2 separate regions of the Mus musculus genome follow, and region 2 is linked to region 1. The links are chromatin contacts, called in public Hi-C maps. All regions are on one chromosome and are shown on one strand. The core of a region is the stretch at or near the end of the contact, and the rest is flanking DNA. Distances in the headings are between cores, read along the strand shown. Region 1 has its middle 46 kb from the start of Thap1. Region 2 has its middle 30 kb from the start of Gm31843.

Region 1 (5,652 bases), core at 556-3,055:
CCAGAGGGCTAGTGGGACACTCAGGCAGCTGCCTCACACACCAGGGTAGTTTAAGCCTCACAAGGGCAGAAGTCTATAGAGGGTATAAGGCCTGAGAGCTTGCTTCCTTTTCTCCTAGGTACCCATCACCTGCATGAACTCATTGTCTTTCTTTAGGGTTGATGGTAAGAGCTGAGTAGTGGTGGTGCATGCCTTTAATCATCCCAGCACTTAAGAGGTAAAGACAGGCCAGTTTCTAAGTTCAAGGCCAGCATAGTCTGCATAAGTGAGTTCCGGGGCAGCCAGAGCTACAAAGAGAAATCCTGTCTTAAGGGAGCAACTGGCATTTAAACTGCATTAGGCATCTGTTGGTTCGGTGGAGATGAATACAGCCATAGAAAAATTTTATTAATTTAATAAAATACTTTTGTTAATTCTTTGTATTTTAATCATATTCATTCCCCATTACTTCTCGTAACTCCTTCCAGATCCATTTTGACTTCCTCAGCCCCTCCCAACTTTATGTTATCATCATCATCATCATGGCCGGTCAAGTCCAATTTGGGATGCCCATATTCACGTCTGTGAGACCATCCACAGAGCATGGTCAAATACTAAGAGCCACACCCTTGAAGAAAACTGATTCTACCTCCCCTAGGAGCCATCAACTGCCAGTCACCCCCCAGTTAGGAGTTGGGGGGGGGTCTCATTCTGACATGGGACTCCAGGCTAGAGTGTCGACTGGCCTGATCATGTACTAGTCTTGTGCAGGCAGCCACAGCTGCTGTGAGCTATGAGTACAAGGGTCCTGCCATGTCCAGGAGACACTATTTCACTCCAGTCCTCCCTGACTGACCTCTGGCTCCTGTAAGCTTTCTGCCCCCTTCTTCCATGATGGTCCCTGAGCCTTCGGAATGGGGGACAATTAGGTGTCCCGTTTGTCACTAAGACACTTTTCTTCTACCCCCCCCCTTGTCTTGGTCGAAGCCCAAACAGGTAGAGCACTAATCAGGGGTCCCACCAGCTAAGGGAGATGGCCTGAACCCTGGCAAAAGAGATCCCTTTCCTCAAAGCCGCTTCCCACATCATTCCTCTCCTTCCAGCTCCAGAACACACAGCCCTGCTCTTGCCCTTCATACCAATAACCCGAGAGTGGGAATTATGCAGAGAGCTCATGTTCGACACCCCATCTGTTCATTCCTGACAGCAATATATAATGTAAAGCTATAAAAACTTGAAAAATAATGCAACATAAAAAGGGATTGACTCAGCTCCAAGAGGCCATAAATGGTAACAAATACCACTGGATGATTTATTCCGCGCTGCAATCTTTACAGTAAGTCATCTTTCAGACATTTCCTCGTGACAGGATTTAATAATATTAATGCCCAGAGCAATCCAAATCATCGCCAATAGACATATTTATCAAGCTGCCAATCCGAGTAAATGAAATTCTATAAGCAATAATGTAACATGTTTAAAGGAAGCTAATAAAACAAGTCAGGAGAGAAATATTACTTCAAAAGTATTCTCTCCCTCTAATCCAGGGCTGCATGTTTTACAGCCAAAATGCAAATCTCTCCATACTTGATTTATTGCTCCAAAAATACCAATGACCTTTCCCTAGGCTTCTGTATATTCACTCTTACGCGTTCATAAAGCCCACAGTGCATCCTGCCAGAGTCACTGAACACTGCGGTGTGAGCACGTATTGTTATGTTTGCCTTGCTTTGCTTTGCTTTGCTTTCACACAGGTATGTGGTTGTTTGCCACACTGAACGACATCTCCGTTTCCAAGACATGTTAAAATGCACCAAATACTTGAGCCATAAACCAGTCTTTACAGTGCCTGTCCTGTATGGGCCTCTTCCAGAAGAGCCGCGGCTTAGGTGGAGCCAGGATGATTTATCGGTTGCCAGATAAATTTCACCTGAGAGCGAGCCAATCTAAGCTTTTCCTCAATCCGGCTTGCCTTAATTTCTAATCGCCCAAATGTGGCTCGAGCTTTGCGTCATGCTGAAAGCCTTCCTTGTTAATTTTACCACCTGACTCAATCCTCGAGCAACTTTTTTTAATTAACAAATCCATGCCAATGCAATGAGCACCAAGGCTCTCATCAAATATCGCATGGAAACATGTCCGGTAGTAATTTATCTGATCCATTCTACAATTACCTGGTGACTCATGCTTCTTGCAGATCACATAGAAACCATCCCCTATACAGCCACCAAACCCAGACATTATTGTGGATGCCAGGAAGTGCATGCTGATGGAAGCCTGATGTGGCTGTCTCCTGAGAGGCTCTGCCAGAGCCTGGCAAATACAGAGGCGGATGCTTGCAGCCAACCATTGGACTGAGCAAGGGGTTCCTGATGGAGGAGCTGGAGAAGGGATGGAAGGAGTTGAAGGGAGTTGCAGACCCATGGGGGTTGGAACAGTATCAACAGGCCAGACCCTGGAGCTGGACCACCAACCAAAGAGTACACATGGAGGGACCCATGGCTCCAGCCGGGTATGTGGCAAAGGATGGCCTTGCTGGACATCAGGGGAAGGAGTGGCCCTTGACCCTGTGGGGGTTCGTTGCCCCAGTATCAGAGAATGCCAGGACGAGAAGGTAGGAGTGGGTGGGTGGGTGGGGGAGCAACCTCATAGAGGCAGAGGGCTGGGTTAGGGGGTTTCCTGGAGAGGAACATTTGATAACATTTGAAATAAAAATAAAGAAAATATCCAATTAAAAAATACCTCATAAAAGGCACGTTTTGTTTTAAAGGAGTAAATGTTTTGTACGTGTTTCTGGATGTTACTAAAACACTAGGCTAGTCCTTTTCTTTTTTTTTTCTTTTCTTTTCTTTCCTTTTATTTCCTTTTTGAAACAGGGTCTCATATATCCGCTCCAGGTCTGACTTCGGCTGTTAGTAGCCCACAGACCATGTTTGGTTCCCTGAGGTTTCATGGTTTTGTTTTACCCTCATTCTCCCTTTGTCACGGTGTTTCTGAGTACAGCTAGTAGAGCTAGGTTGGTGTGTTGGTCAGGTTCTCTAAAGAATGAAATTGATTTTTTTTTAAATAAGGTAGATGGGTAGATAGATGCATTAAAAATGACCCATTAAATCATCTTACACAATTTAGTCAAAGTAGTCCAAACAACAGCTGTCTCACACCTGAGAGACCAAGAACCCAGCTGTCGCTGAGTCCGTGAGGCTCCGGGTCTCAACAGTCCCTATCTGGCTCCAAGGGCCTGGAAATTTCCCGGAGAGTCACTGGTCCAGGTCCATGTTGGAAACCTAGAAACCCTGATTCTAGTATCGGAGAAGAAATCAGAAGCAGCACCAACACAGTAATCTAACACAGCGGTGAGAAGGACCTCCGCCGAGGGTGAATAATCTTCCTTCTTCCGTGTCCTGTTGTATTTGGGCTCTTTCCATAAGACACCACTCACAGCGGGGCAGTGGTAGCACAGGCACCAGCCCTTGGGAGGCAGTGGCAGGCAGATTTCTGAGTTCGAAGCCAGCCTGGTCTACAGAGTGAGTTCCAGGACAGCCAGGGCTACACAGAGAAACCCTGTCGAGAGAGAGAGAGAGAGAGAGAGAGAGGGGGGGGGGGGGGAGAGGGAGAGGGAGAGGGAGAGAGAGAGAGAGAGAGAGAGAGAGAGAGAGAGAGAGAGAGAGAGAGAGAGACTCAACCCCCACTACCTGAGGATTGTCATGTAATCCTTGGCGGAAATTACAGGTTCAACTTCCTGGAACGCCTCTCCATGCAAATGGGGTATCCCCAGAACCTTAAACTTCAGCCAATGAAACTTCACCCTAAGAAGAACCCCTCCCACTTTCCGGGGTTTATATAGTCCTTGTTCACCCCCAATAAAGTGTACAAGCTGTTTTGCTGACTGTTGTCTAAGAGAGTCGTAACACTGAAGAGCTATAACACTGAAATCTTCCAAGGAGACCTCCTCCCCTCGGCATTCACTATCAGACCCAGATCCTGCTGACCCACGCTTTCTAGGCATCGGTTCATCCTTTCCCGCTCAGTGTGTACCAGGGGTCCAGACACCCCAAGGGAAAACGCTGACCTCTGAACTCGGCGCTACTCCATCCTTCCCTGCCTGAGGTACACCCATCCAGTGTGCATCAGGGTCCTGACACCCCAAGGACCTGGTATGCAGAAGTCCCTCGATACCCCAAGAAAAGAAGCGAAAAATGAAACCACACAGGCAGGCCCACAGACAACCTGAGGTTGCATTCCCTGCTCAGGTAATTCTAAATTGTGGCAAGCTGACATTGAAAATGAATTCGCGAATGGGTAGGAGCGAATCCCATTATTGTACCCGCTTTGGGGTGCCGGAAGTCCTTACATAATGCTCCTACTTCACCATTTCTTCCTTCCTCTTCTCATTTTTTTTCTACCTCGCTGTTCCTGTCATCCACATCTGTGAAGCTGTGACTCTTGGAATGAGGATAAGATATCCAAGGGGTGTGTTAGCATACAATGAAATATGTCTTTATCTACCCTCCAACTCCCCACATATCCTCCCTTCATACTCCATCCAACTTTGAGGTTTGTTTGTTTTATAACCCACCAAATAACAGGTTAAGGATTCTCATAGCTGACTGTGTATGAGGTCATCCATTGGAACATGAGAAATCTACCAGTTGCCATATTCCCAGTAAAGAACGATTATCCCTCCCCCACCACTGCCAATAGCTCCTCTACGTAGGGTGGGCCTGGAGATCATCTACCGCATCTGAGCTGGAATATTCCATGACTTGATCTCATGCAGGTCTTTTGCAGGGAAACACAGTTTCCGCTAGACCTTGATCGCGAAGGCCAATGGCCGTGTCACTCCATCTCTAACACTCTTTCCACTGCCTGTCCACAATGTTCCCTCAGCCAGTGCTGAGGGTCAGGCAGGATGTTGATGAAGGCGTTCCACTTAGGACTGAGCACTCAGGCTTACTCTCAGCACTTTGGCCTATCTCCAGTACACTTCTCCGTTGGCTGCTAACCACTGCAAAAGAAACCAGGGTTGAGGGCAGCCCGGATCTATGGCTGCCAAATAAATAGTTAGAAGTCAGTTTGGCAGTGTGAACATTTAATAGAATAACAGTAACCCTTCTGCCCATGATCCTCCCTGGCCTTACACGTTTGATCAGGCATGAACCCCATATCCCATGAAGCTGGCTTCAAATCCACTCAGAAAGTGGTTGGTTACCCCCAAAACAGTGATGTCAATGCTATACCACATCTTGCCTCAAAGATTAATATTGAAGCATCAGGGGTCCAAACCTGGGTAAAACTATTGATGCTTTGCTCCACCTATAGCCTCTGTAGCACCTTCTGGCATTGTGACTGCTAACCCACAGGAAGAGGGTTTCCCCAGCAGTTTGGGAGTGTGGTCTTCACACTTCAGTAGGGTCTTAGCATGTAGTTATGATGGATCACCAAGGGCAAGGCACATAGCCTGTGTTGTTCTAGATCAGTGGTTCTCAACCTGTGGGTTGAGACCCCTTTGGCAAACCTCTATCTCAAAAAAAAATTATAATATAGTTCATAAGAGTAGCAAAATTACAGTTACGAAGTAGCAACAAAAATAATGTTATGGTTGGAGGTCACTATAACCTGAAGAACTGTATTAATGGGCTGCAACATTTGGAAGGTTGAGAGCCATTGTTCTTG
Region 2 (5,775 bases), core at 1,280-3,779, 150 kb before region 1:
TTGCTATCGCAGGAGTTCCTGGGAGGAAAGGGAAGGTGGTAGTGGGTGACAGCTGGACCAATGTGGGAAGAAATGGGGGCAGAGCAATGTTGTAGATGCTGGGGATTTGGGAGGGGGCATCTACAAGCCACTTTTACTGATGGGCTAAAATCCATTGCTTTCTATAAATGTGTATTTACATTACAGTATGTTGAGTTGAAGCTGGCTTAGAGTCTGTCCCATCAGTTTAAGTTTGCCTTAGGCCACAGGGTGATCGCTACCTCATAGTCCTAAATTCAGCTTGCTTATGGTGTTGGGACCTTTGAACCTCAGAAGTTGGGAGTGGGTATCTTGATTTTTTTTTTCCTGCCAAATACCAGTTGGACTCTCCTGCAGGACCAAATTGAATCCTTCACAGTGTTTGGACACGCAGAAGAAAGTTGCCTGGGTCCTCAGATCAGCTAAAACAAACAAACAAACAAACAAACAAAATTCCCAATATTCCTTTCTTAAGGGAACAAATTTACCTCCTAAAACTTGTAACAGTTTTATAGGATTGGAACCTTCCTGGCTCTTACCCTCCCACCCCGGGGGGGGGGGGGGGAGGCCTCAGTTTTGCTCCCCATCCACCAACTCTGCTCACTAAGCCTTTGTTCTGCAAGTTGACATCTTCTGAGTCAAATCGAGTGGGAGCTAGGGACACAGCTGTGGAAGAGTGTAGCAGGCGGTCTCTGAGCCAACCTTTGCAGTTCTTGATGGACCAACAAACAGAAGAGAGTGGCATGGTTTAGGGCACATCATACCAAGAAACCCATCGGCAATTATTCAAGGGCTTTGATGGGTCAGTCAGCCATGACTTCCTTCCTTCTCCACCATGAATGTTTGTGAGTTTGTCCAGCTCCCTGGACTCCCCCCTTCTTGGAAATGAGATAGCTTTCTTTTTCTGGACTGTTGTTGTCTGGGAAAACTGTGGCCCAGTTTCATCTTGGAAGGCGTCTGGGTGGGAATTAAAGGCTTTGTGATTGCTTCATTCCAGTAGAGGCCTTGGGTAGAGAAGCCTAAACAAACAAACAAAAAGAAAGAAAACATGCCATTTCAGCAAGGAGAGAGAACGCAGCAGGCAAGTGTGTTTGAGAGATATGTCAAATATGTTTATGGCAACTTCCTTACAGCATTTTATTATAATTTACTCAAGGAGAGAAAAGACATCCTTTATCAATGCACTTAGTAAATGCTGGTTATTGTTGCTCAAGGGGCTTCTAAGTTAAGAATGATGCAGACCAGACCCTCATAGCTCCTCCTCTATTCATCCCCACCCCATAGGAGTTTCAGATGAGAACAATACCCAGTTAAATAACTAAGATAATTTTCTGGTAAGAAGCGTTACTTGAGGGCAGCCCTTGTCTCAGATATTTTTTCCTTCCTTATCATCATAAAAAAAAATTGGTTTTATATTGTGTTTTACAACCAACAAAGACCATTTCGCATCTGTCTGTCACACTCCCTACAAAAACCTGGTTGGAGCCACCAAAAATAGCACCATGGCTTTACAGATGGAACAGTGGACAAAACTACGAAGGGACATCTATAAAGCCACCTTTCAAGTAAATCATCGAGCTTGAACTTAGCCAGGTCTTCCTCCTCAAAGTGTAGTGTGATTTCCTCCTCCGTCATCCCCCTTCTTCATAGCAGAGCAATATAAAACCAGCTGGCTCCACTGAGAGGGGCCAGGGGTGGGGAGGGACAGACACTGCAGGCAGGGCTGATCTGGAGCAGCCTTCGGCCAAGAGTGAGTTTTCTACAAGAGCGGAAAAGTTTCTTAAGTGGCCTTTGGCTTCGAAGAGGCTCTGCTTCATCTCTCTTTGACATGGTCCCTGGGAAGAGGGGAGCTGGGGTGGAAAGGATGGGGAATGTAGGGAAGGCTGTCATTTCCATGTTGTCTGTTATCCATCCACACAACCCCTGGGGACCTATTTTCAGACTTGTCTGCTTGCCCAGAAAGGGGCAGGGCCCAAGTTTCACAGAAATTAGAAGCACACAGGTCCTCGGCGACAGAAACAATGATGAAGAGATGCACGCTGATTCAAACCAGTGCCTCCGACACTCGGGGGCAAGAAGAGCCCAGGCTTTTATTATTTTTATTTTCCGCTTAAAAGCAAAGACACCACCCCCCGCCCTAATTGGAATCAGAGCTTCAGAGAATGTTAGAATTGCAGTGAATTTCAGACATGACGATCCAGATGCTTCATTTCATAAAGGGCCGAAAGGCGGAAGAGCTTGGCTAAAGCTGTAGAGCAATCTAGTTGAGTCCCGGAGCAGGGCGGAGCCACATCCCTCTGGCTCCTGACACAGCGCTCTCCCTGCCCCCTTCAGAAGGTTTTCTGAGTGGGCGACAGCCCGGGTGGAGGAGAGGTTGCGCTGCTTGGAGCTTGTGACTCTCTCATCCATGCTGGCAAACACCTTCTTGAAGTGTCTGGCAGCCTGCTCCGGTGTTCACTGCGGAGTGAAGGCAGTAAATCAGGGCTTGCCCAGGGACAGCAGCCTCAGCAATGGCGTGTGCATCTGAGCACTGCAAGACTCCCGGGAAGGAGAGCTCTCTCCCTCTGCAACTATATCATACCTTTTACAAAAAGTCACTTTGAGGTCACTGGGTTTTTTTTGTCCAGTATTTCAATACATTAAATGCAATTACTTCATTGTTGATTTACCTGTCATTACAGGCATGTGTTTGAACATGATTTATTGAGTGAGTTTTGTGCCAGTTGACTTGCGATAGATTGCACAATATTCAAAGGGGCTCATTTGCTTGGCGTTACATTAGAGGCACGATGATTGCAACACAAAGCAATGTAAATGAATTCTGAGAGGCTCCATCATTCATGTTGTCATGTACTGAATCCTATTATTATTTATTACCATAATTGTACTGTGTTTCCTGGGGCGATAAATTAGGAATGATGGGCCCCGCTGACAGTCAAGGGCTGGACTCGCTCTATATAATTTAATAGGGATACTGTAGGGTCTGTGTGTTTGGAGGAGATTTGGGTAATGGTTAAAAAAAGAAAAAAAAAAAGAAATGATTTTTTTTTTTTTACAAAAAGTATAAAAGCTTTCCAAGTTTATTTTTCCCCCTTCCTCTTTCTTTAATGCCTTGGCTACGTTTAAAGTCCCAATAAAAGCTAAAGTAAAAGAAACGTTCTGTCTTCTAGCATGAGATGTTTAAAACTCACTACCTCCAGACACAGTCCAATCCCCGTGGGGTTCTGACAGGTGGTATTAACCCTTGCACCAACAGGGCATCCTGGGGCATGAAGAATCTAGAATTGCCAGGACTTCAATGGCCAGGATGAGGGAGATCACATTAACCTTGCACAAAATTGACTCTAACAGAGCTCCGGGCACTTCATCTTATCTGGTAGGGTGGTGTTTCTGTAGAAGTCAAACCATGCTGGTCAGAACATCAGAGTTGGTACAAAATTGCTGAAGAGGATGGAAGAGGGTTGGGGGAGCCTTGGGAGAGCCTTAGCAGAGCGTGTCACGAAAAACGAGCAGTAGGGGAGACCTGAGAGGACACCCACCTCAAGCCTGTTGAACCTTTGGTGAGGAAACTGCCAAATAGAGAGGATAGACAGCCAACAGACAAACAGCTGCTAGAAATGCCCTGTCTTGCCCAGTTACAGTTTAGATACAAAATGCCCCCCCCCCCGGGGAGCACATCTGATGGACACTTGACCCCTAGCAACTGGTGGTATTTTGAGATGTTCTAGACACTTTAGGAAATGAGCCCTAGCTACAGGAAGTAGGTCATGGGGTCAGATCCTTAGGGCTTCCACCCAGTCCCTTCCTGTGACGAAGAGGTCCCTCTGCTGCATTCTCCTACCACTGCGATATTCCGCCAAAGCACATAAGACCACATAACTGTGAGCCAGAAAGCTCCCCCTTCTTCCCCTCTGGTGAGTTGTTCTCATGGGTTTTTTGGTCACAGCTACATAAAAGCAACTTAACTACCCCTGAGGATGTTAATACTACATTCTACTGGCCTTCTGGGTCAACCAATGTTCGGGGAGTTCTGAGAAATATTACATGATAAACCCAGATATTACCACAGGGAGCAGGGAAGGAAAAAGCCAAAACTGTCTTAACGGTCAGCATGGATCCACCTAGAAAGGTCTATGACTATCAAGAGGCGAGGGGGTAAGCTGATGGTCAGATAGTATTAGTCGGGAAAGTCTTAAAATATCCATATAATGTACAACCGGACAATCAATTTTATTCAAGGAAATAATCAATCTGCCTTTGAACCCTGGGTCAGAGGTCAGGGGTTCATAATCCTACCGAAAGAGACTTTTGACAGTGCATACAAGAGCCTCTCATCACCCTGTATTCTTACCTGCTGCCATCTTCTCAGGGGCTCAGGAGTATAGAGGTAGAAGTAAGGGGGATGTAAGGAACTGGGATGAAATTGAAAGCAGGGGGTTACAGTTATATATGTAATTTCCTCAGTGGAGACAGCATCGAAGCCATTTTGCTGATTGCTCAAGAGCTTAACAGAAAGAGTCCACCCTGCTTGTCTGAGTTCAGCTGGCTTCTACGTAGCGCTGAATGGCTTTGTTCAGATTGATTCTGGCAGTGCCAAAAAAAAAAATCAATACATTGCTGCCTACTAGGGCTGACTTGGCTGTTTAAACAGGAGAACTTAGACCAGTTTAGAAAAACCAGATCAGATCCTCTGGGTGTGACCCCCTTTTCTCCTGTGTAGCTGCTGGAATGATAAAAAAAAAAAAAATTCCACCCCAAATACATTTCATGGAAGCCTCCTATGGCCCTGGCCTGTAATAATGGACTACACCCATTAAGCTGCTTGTTAGGCCCCTGGTAATTTCTCCATATTTGGCCAACAACCCAAGCGGTAGCCTGTGCTTTTCATGGCCTGTGAGGGGCTGTAGTCTTGGTGTTTCAGTGTCCCATCGCAGGTGACAGTCTTCTGCATTATGACCTTAAAGAGCCCTCCAAAGGGCCCTGCAGCTAGCCTTACCAGGCACCATAGAAGTGGCAGTCACTAAAAAAGGAAAAAAAAAAAAAAAGCCTGCCTCACCTCCCAACACAGGGTGCTAGGTTTGTAGGTGAACCCCGTATACAGTAGGCTTCGCCTTTTCCTTCGGGCTGCCCAGGGTCTCTGAGATGCCTCCGGCAAAAGGGAAGTGCCACACGGTTCCACCATCTGTTGATCTCTGGGTCCAAGCCCTTCATGGAGAGAGGTGGGTGAAACTGAGTGAGCCGTTAGCAGAAGGTTTTAAATTTGGAATTTAGCCTCTAATCCGTGCTCTTCTAAAGACCTTGGCTTGCAGCCTAAGTGGATGCTGTCTCCCTCCATCCAATATTTGCTCTTGCTGCTATCCTAATTTCTGTAGAAATTAACCAAGTGCTTTCGTCTATTTATATCGCAATTGCGGCCAGATTGGTCCATTAGAGTACAATCACCACCAAAACTGGCCCTCTGCATTGTTAGGGTAAAAGCCCTGATTTATAAAATAATAATGGGAATTGCAATCCTGACAGTAAGTAACACAGGAAAATACTGTGCCCGATTCTGAGATTATGCGCAAGGAATAGATTCAGGCTAATAGAATTAAGTCCAGGAGGCCTGGGGCAAGGTCGGGACACTCAGAAATTACTTGCTTTGTCTTTGAGCCACTGGACAATTTACCAGCCCAAGATTCACCAAGGTACAAAAGATGATGATAAAAGACATACTGATTTGGGGTACCGATCCCTAAGACAATTATGGAAGCTTGG

What was found. A called contact is a pair of places that touch in the nucleus more often than the background predicts.
Region 2: a Hi-C map of the N1E-115 cell line shows a contact between it and region 1, with 4 times the contacts expected there. The contact joins two enhancer-like sites. A contact is called at or near these places in 8 of 484 Hi-C or Micro-C datasets (the N1E-115 cell line, cortical neurons, embryonic stem cells and 5 more), 1 of 115 datasets of contacts at active chromatin or transcription factors (embryonic stem cells) and 1 of 9 other capture datasets (embryonic stem cells).

The regions. Positions count from the first base shown.
Region 1 is chr8:26,201,629-26,207,280 of GRCm38.p6, reverse strand. No RefSeq gene overlaps it. Among named protein-coding and RNA genes, the nearest start is that of Thap1, 46 kb to the right of the region's middle. Within about 2 kb of position 1,805, at least 10 of the 459 cell types and tissues checked have an H3K27ac peak or open chromatin away from gene starts, as enhancers often do. A contact at or near this core is called in the N1E-115 cell line, where this site is marked.
Region 2 is chr8:26,348,860-26,354,634 of GRCm38.p6, reverse strand. No RefSeq gene overlaps it. Among named protein-coding and RNA genes, the nearest start is that of Gm31843, 30 kb to the left of the region's middle. Within about 2 kb of position 2,529, at least 87 of the 459 cell types and tissues checked have an H3K27ac peak or open chromatin away from gene starts, as enhancers often do. A contact at or near this core is called in the N1E-115 cell line, where this site is marked.